Linked DNA regions of Sus scrofa: region 1 is linked to region 2. The links are chromatin contacts, called in public HiChIP or PLAC-seq maps. All regions are on one chromosome and are shown on one strand. The core of a region is the stretch at or near the end of the contact, and the rest is flanking DNA. Distances in the headings are between cores, read along the strand shown. Region 1 overlaps AAGAB (alpha- and gamma-adaptin-binding protein p34). Region 2 overlaps LOC110261941 (a long non-coding RNA gene).

Region 1 (2,700 bases), core at 73-2,572, 160 kb before region 2:
AGTGGAAGTCCTGCTGGGTCAGGGTGTTCAAGGGTGCTGGTAGATGTTGCCAGAGTGCTGGAGGGCAAGGCGTAGAATTTTAATTCTTAATGGGGTTCTATCTATGACATGAAACCAGCCAAAATTTAGCCGTTGCCTAAAATGTGTTGCTTGCTTCTTTCCACAGGTGGCCAAAGCCTTTTGGATGGCAATTGGGGGAGACAGAGATGAGATCGAAGGCCTTTCGTCGGATGAAGAACACTAAATTATTCATGCTAGGGCTTGACTAACAGAGACACTAACTCTCTCTGCCTGAGAATCCTTCCTAACTCACCCAGTCGTCATTTGCTGAACTTCCCATCATCGTGTTGGCTGCCTGAGTTGTTTGTAGGGTCCTGTTAATTATAGTTTTTAGTTGGGGGGGTGGTAAAGGAGAACCTTCTCCTCCCTCAGTGTACTATAAGGGGGTGAGAATGACAGTAGGGAGTGAGAATTTTTGAAGTATACTTTTTTGTTCTAGGAGCAGGAGTGGGCTAAGGCTCAAAGCCTGTGTGATTGGAGTTAAATCACAAGTTAAGGCCCACCAAGCCATTTACTGGTCAGTCTTTGCAGTACCAGTCCTTCTGTTCACACTTGATTACTGCAGATGTGCTCCTTTTCCTGGGTATTCTGGATTTTTTCTTTCAAGGAACATGCTGCTCTGAGATTTGATGCTTTTGATAGGCGGGAAAGAAGAAGCTGCAGATTTATGCTATAGTATGTAGATGATAGGCCAAAGTGACTGGCCTTCAGGTTAGTCTCTAGTTTAAAAAAAAAAAGGCCTGGGCACTTCAATTGAAATATAGTTTCTGAGCTCATGCTAGAGAGTATTGAGAAAGCAGTGTGAGTTTAAATGATGCAAGGGTTTCCTGCTCTGGTAGGGATAAAGTAAACCCATCTTCCGAGTTGTTGGACATGGGGAGGGAGAGGGCAGTGTGTGTATAAGAGAGAAAGAAACTTAGGAATTCCCTGTATGGGCCATTGAAACAGTGTGATCATGTCCCGAGACTTTTGTATTACCCCGAAGAAGCTTTTCTTAAGAGTTCTCCCCTGCTACATAAGATGTCAGAGCTGTGTTGTCACACTTCATACCCTCAAAACAAGGCATGTTTCTTCCTCTCTGAAAGCCAGAGATCACTGCCAAAATAGTAAAGCTAAGGAGTGGGCTTGATAGGGAAGGATGTGAAACTTTCGTTAGGCAATGAATCCCTGCGTACCTTGTGTTGTTTCCAGGGCCCTGTGGGTCAGCCCCAGGGCATCTGATCACCAAAGGGGAAGTTTGCAAAGGAAGCTTGGGAAATACAGCAAATAAAGTCCTCATTTCTGTTTTTGTAAGCACTGTGTAATGCATGTTGTTAACCTATACTGTGGTAGGCACTGCCATAGCTCTAAATGGGCTCAGGACACACGGGCTGAAAACTGCTGTTGGCTTCGTGTAGGCTGTGAACCCCTTAGGTCACCAGCAGAAAACAAGTTTCAGACCCCCCTGTGCAACACCTAAGCCCTGCAGAACCTGAAATAGGTAGCAGAAGGAATGGAATGTCCCAGGTTCTGGGCCAGGCCGACCAGAGGAGCAAGCAAAGGTTTGCGTGATTGGGACACTCAGGAAGAGCCATTCCAGAAGACATTGCAGGCTGTCTCACTTGATGACTTTGTATCCTTCTCCTTGGCTTTCTTTGAGGTGGCTGCATCAACCATTGATTGGGAATGTAAGGGAAGTTGGCTCTGGTGCTGCAAAATGAAAGGTGGAAGATGTCTTCCTTAAAACAAGGAAGGTTTCAGAAAGTACATTAGGTCACATGGTTAGGGAAAACAGATAAGAAAAAGCTGTGAACTTGATTTTGTGGATTAAACAAAGCCAGGTGATTAAAATGTGATTTATTTATAAAGTCTGCTTATGTGCATATTTAAGATTTTGTTGTTTTTTAGTGGGGAGGGGGGTGTTGGGGTGAAGCCTTCCTTTGCTGGAGTGGGCATAAAAAGCCAATCATCTAAGAGTTTGTCAAACTCACTATTTTAGAATCTCCATGCACAGGTATAATATTAACTCATGTCTTCAAAATCTCAGCTGTCTGGGGATATTGCCCTCTTCTAGGGAACATGTGGGAATAAAGCATCTGGTGGTATTCTACTAAAGGCCCATTTTAAGAAGCGTGATCATTGCAGTCTATCTGAAGTGACCTATGTACATGCCACCACAAATTATTATGGACTGTCCATCTGGGATTTAAAATAAGAGACTCAAAAAAAAAAAAAAAAAACCAAAAACAAACAAAAGGAGTTCCCGTCGTGGCGCAGTGGTTAACGAATCCGACTAGGAACCATGAGGTTGCGGGTTCGGTCCCTGCCCTTGCTCAGTGGGTTAACAATCCGGCGTTGCCGTGAGCTGTGGTGTAGGTTGCAGAGCGGCTCGGATCCCTCGTTGCTGTGGCTCTGTCGTAGGCTGGTGGCTACGGCTCCAATTAGACCCCTAGCCTGGGAACCTCCATATGCCGCGGGAGCAGCCCAAGAAATAGCAAAAAGACAAAAAAAAAAAAAAAAAAAAAAAAAAAAGAGAGAGACTCATTTTTTTTGGTTGTCATTTTTGTTTTTTCTTAAACATTTTTCTATTCGTGTTGTCACACAGTGTCTAACACATAGTGGGCCCTTAACGCTGGTTTGGATTTCAGTTTGATAGTTTGA
Region 2 (2,700 bases), core at 160-2,659:
ATCTTATTGTCTGATCCTCACACGTTCTGGGAAGAATAGATAGGTGGGAAGGTGGTCGAGGCCAAGATAGTTTAGCTGGGGCCGATGGTGTATGACGTGGAGTTGTTGGAGATGAAGCTAGAGAGATACCTTGGGTACCAGTTTGGAGGATCTGAGAGGTCATGCAAAGAAGCCTTTTCCTTAAAGGCAACAGGGAGCTATTGAATGCTCAGGATCACATTGAGGAGGAAGACTTGGCTCAATATGGTTGCCTACTTACTCCAAAGACAGTAGTTAAGATCACTGATATGGGGAGTTATCGTCATGGCACAGTGGAAATAAATCAACTAGGAACCATGAGGTTGTGGGTTCGATCCCTGGCCTTGCTCACTAGGTTAAGGATATGGCATTGCCATGAGCTATGGTGTAGGTCACAGACAAGGCTCAGATCTGGTGTTGCTGTGGCTGTGGCATAGGCCTGTGGCTACAGCTCCAATTAGACCCCTAGCCTGGGAACCTCGATATGCCACGGGTGCAGCCCTAAAAAGACAAAAGACAAAAACAAACAAACAAAGAGTCCCTGATATGGTATTGACATGATGAGTTGGTTATGAAGTCCATTCACACATGTGGCTAATTTGGTGGGTGGGAGGGAGAGAGGAAGGAAGGGAGTGAACTATTAAAGATTTCAAATTATAAAGTGAAAGAGGAATTTCTCAGCTGGGTTAGACAGCAAGGACACGCTCTCCTTGCTAGAAACCAAGACCAAGCTGATACCCAGATCTGGCACATACCGTGGAATCTGAGCAGCACCCATGTGAGTTGCTGGTTAAAATTCTGCTGGGTTTTCCCTGATAAACCCTTAGACACTTAACATTCATTTATAATGAATGCTCATCCACAAAACTTTGGCTTCAGGCTGGACCTCAGCCTAATTAATCTGTTTTTTTTTTTCCGGCATCCTTCCCAAATCTATCAGGGGGAGTAAAATTTCAGCAAGGTTGCTTGCATTTCTGGAAGAGGTCTTTTGCATTTCTCATCATTTGGGTTTTTCCCCTTTCAGTCCTCTCACACCAGACTTCAGAAATGTATGTTTCAGTCAATATTCTATTAACCAGAACACTCAGGGAGTGGGGGGTGGGGGAAAAGAAATTTTCTGAGTAATAGAAGGATCTGTTGATAGAACTCAATTTGGTTCCGTCTTCTTTCTGGCTGCGAGTTATTAAAAAAAATGTCTGAGTCACTTTTTCTGCCCTGCGATTGTGATTAAGTGGATTCTTGCTGAAGAGGGTTCTTGCGGCCACAGAGGAGTGGTGTGGTCATCAATAACCACAGGCCGGGGCCAGAGAAAGGGTTGAAAAAGGAGGAGGGCAGAGGTCAGCCACCCCTGACCACGTGGCAGCAGGGCACCACGGAAACTGAAAGCCAGCTGCTGCCACATCCCCCGTGGCCCCCTCCGTCAGCCTCTTCCCCTCACATCACCCGGCAGAGGACAGAGGGTCAGGATCGTGGCACAATCCTGTCTCTTGCCTCATCTTCCCCTGACTTTCCCGAGGGAAAGATGGATGTTGGGGGAGTTATTTTAAAGGGCAACTTCCAGGGCAGGTCCTAAGGGTCTGGACACCCCGGCTCAATCACGTATTAGGAAGAGCAATGCCCCGTGAACTGGAAGAGGGCATTTCTTGTCCTGATCTGCTGTTCATTACCTGTGTGGCCCTGGGCCAGCGGCTTCTCTCTGGGCCTCATTATCTGGCTCTGTAAAGGGAGGGGGCTGGGCTGTGGTCTGTGGGGTCCCTTCCAAGCAGCTGTACAATAGGGCTAATAATGTCTTTCATGCTCACCTCAGGGAGGTGCGTTGAGATCAAAATTAAAGTGATGGGAAATACCTGGGAAGCTGTAAAGGCCTATGTAACTGGGAGTAAGTCTCCATGACAGGGATTTCCTGATGAAAGCCAGGTGTCAGTGTTTCCAGGTTGGAGGGAAGGGGGCCTGGGGGAGAGGCGAGGGAAGTGAGGTGGGCAGCTGGCCTCTCAGTCTCTCTTTAGGCAGGCTCCCCATCCTGCTCCCACTCTCCGCACCCAGGAGGACCCTACTCCCCGCCCCTTGCCCGGCGCACACCTTGTGACACTGGGAGAACCTCCGTTGCTTCTGCACCCTGGGTCCTCAGGACATCTCTGGCGGGCAAGCAGACAGATATCTTCATCACGCCTCTGACAGGATGAGAAACCAAGTCACTTCTGGGGAGAGGTCAGACGATGCACCCCAAGTGTCCTGGCAAGTCAGAGCCCTAACCAGCCTCTCCAAAGTATGATCAGAGAAGCACAGGCTCTGAAAGCAGAGGGTTCTAATCCCTGCTGGGCTGACTCCCTCACCAGCTGTGTGCCCCGGGCCAAGCTCTGCAACTTCCCTGAACTTTACTTTCAGACAAATCTGAGAGGCCTTCTGGATGCTTCTCAGGAGGTTTCAACTGAGTTGAGCCCCTTTGCCCACAGCAGTGAGCTCAATAGGACCCCCATATGGGACAATGCCTGGCACTGGAGAGGCACTTACAAAGGCAGATGCAGCTGGAGCAGCGAAGTGCACTGTTTTCCACCGAAGGCTCTGAAAATCTACCCCCTCTCACCACCCCCACCACTGCGTAGACCTTGTCTTTAGAACCAGACCTCACTCAAGTGCACTCTGACTCCCACACGGCTCCTCTTCACTCCCCAAGCCTTTGAC

The links. HiChIP or PLAC-seq counts read pairs in DNA pulled down with a chosen protein or histone mark.
Region 1: an H3K27ac HiChIP or PLAC-seq map of alveolar macrophages shows a contact between it and region 2. The contact joins two enhancer-like sites. A contact is called at or near these places in 1 of 5 promoter capture datasets (liver), 1 of 47 Hi-C or Micro-C datasets (liver) and 2 of 2 datasets of contacts at active chromatin or transcription factors (alveolar macrophages and skeletal muscle).

What each region holds. Positions count from the first base shown.
Region 1 is chr1:165,129,308-165,132,007 of Sscrofa11.1, reverse strand. AAGAB (alpha- and gamma-adaptin-binding protein p34) reads left to right here. Exons shown (of 9, transcript XM_005659865.3): 9 at 167-2,700. The coding sequence ends at 210. Among named protein-coding and RNA genes, the nearest start is that of AAGAB, 62 kb to the left of the region's middle. Within about 2 kb of position 1,322, at least 14 of the 83 cell types and tissues checked have an H3K27ac peak or open chromatin away from gene starts, as enhancers often do. A contact at or near this core is called in alveolar macrophages and liver, where this site is marked.
Region 2 is chr1:164,973,905-164,976,604 of Sscrofa11.1, reverse strand. All of the region lies in intron 1 of LOC110261941 (a long non-coding RNA gene), which reads left to right. Among named protein-coding and RNA genes, the nearest start is that of SMAD3, 23 kb to the left of the region's middle. Within about 2 kb of position 1,409, at least 14 of the 83 cell types and tissues checked have an H3K27ac peak or open chromatin away from gene starts, as enhancers often do. A contact at or near this core is called in alveolar macrophages and liver, where this site is marked.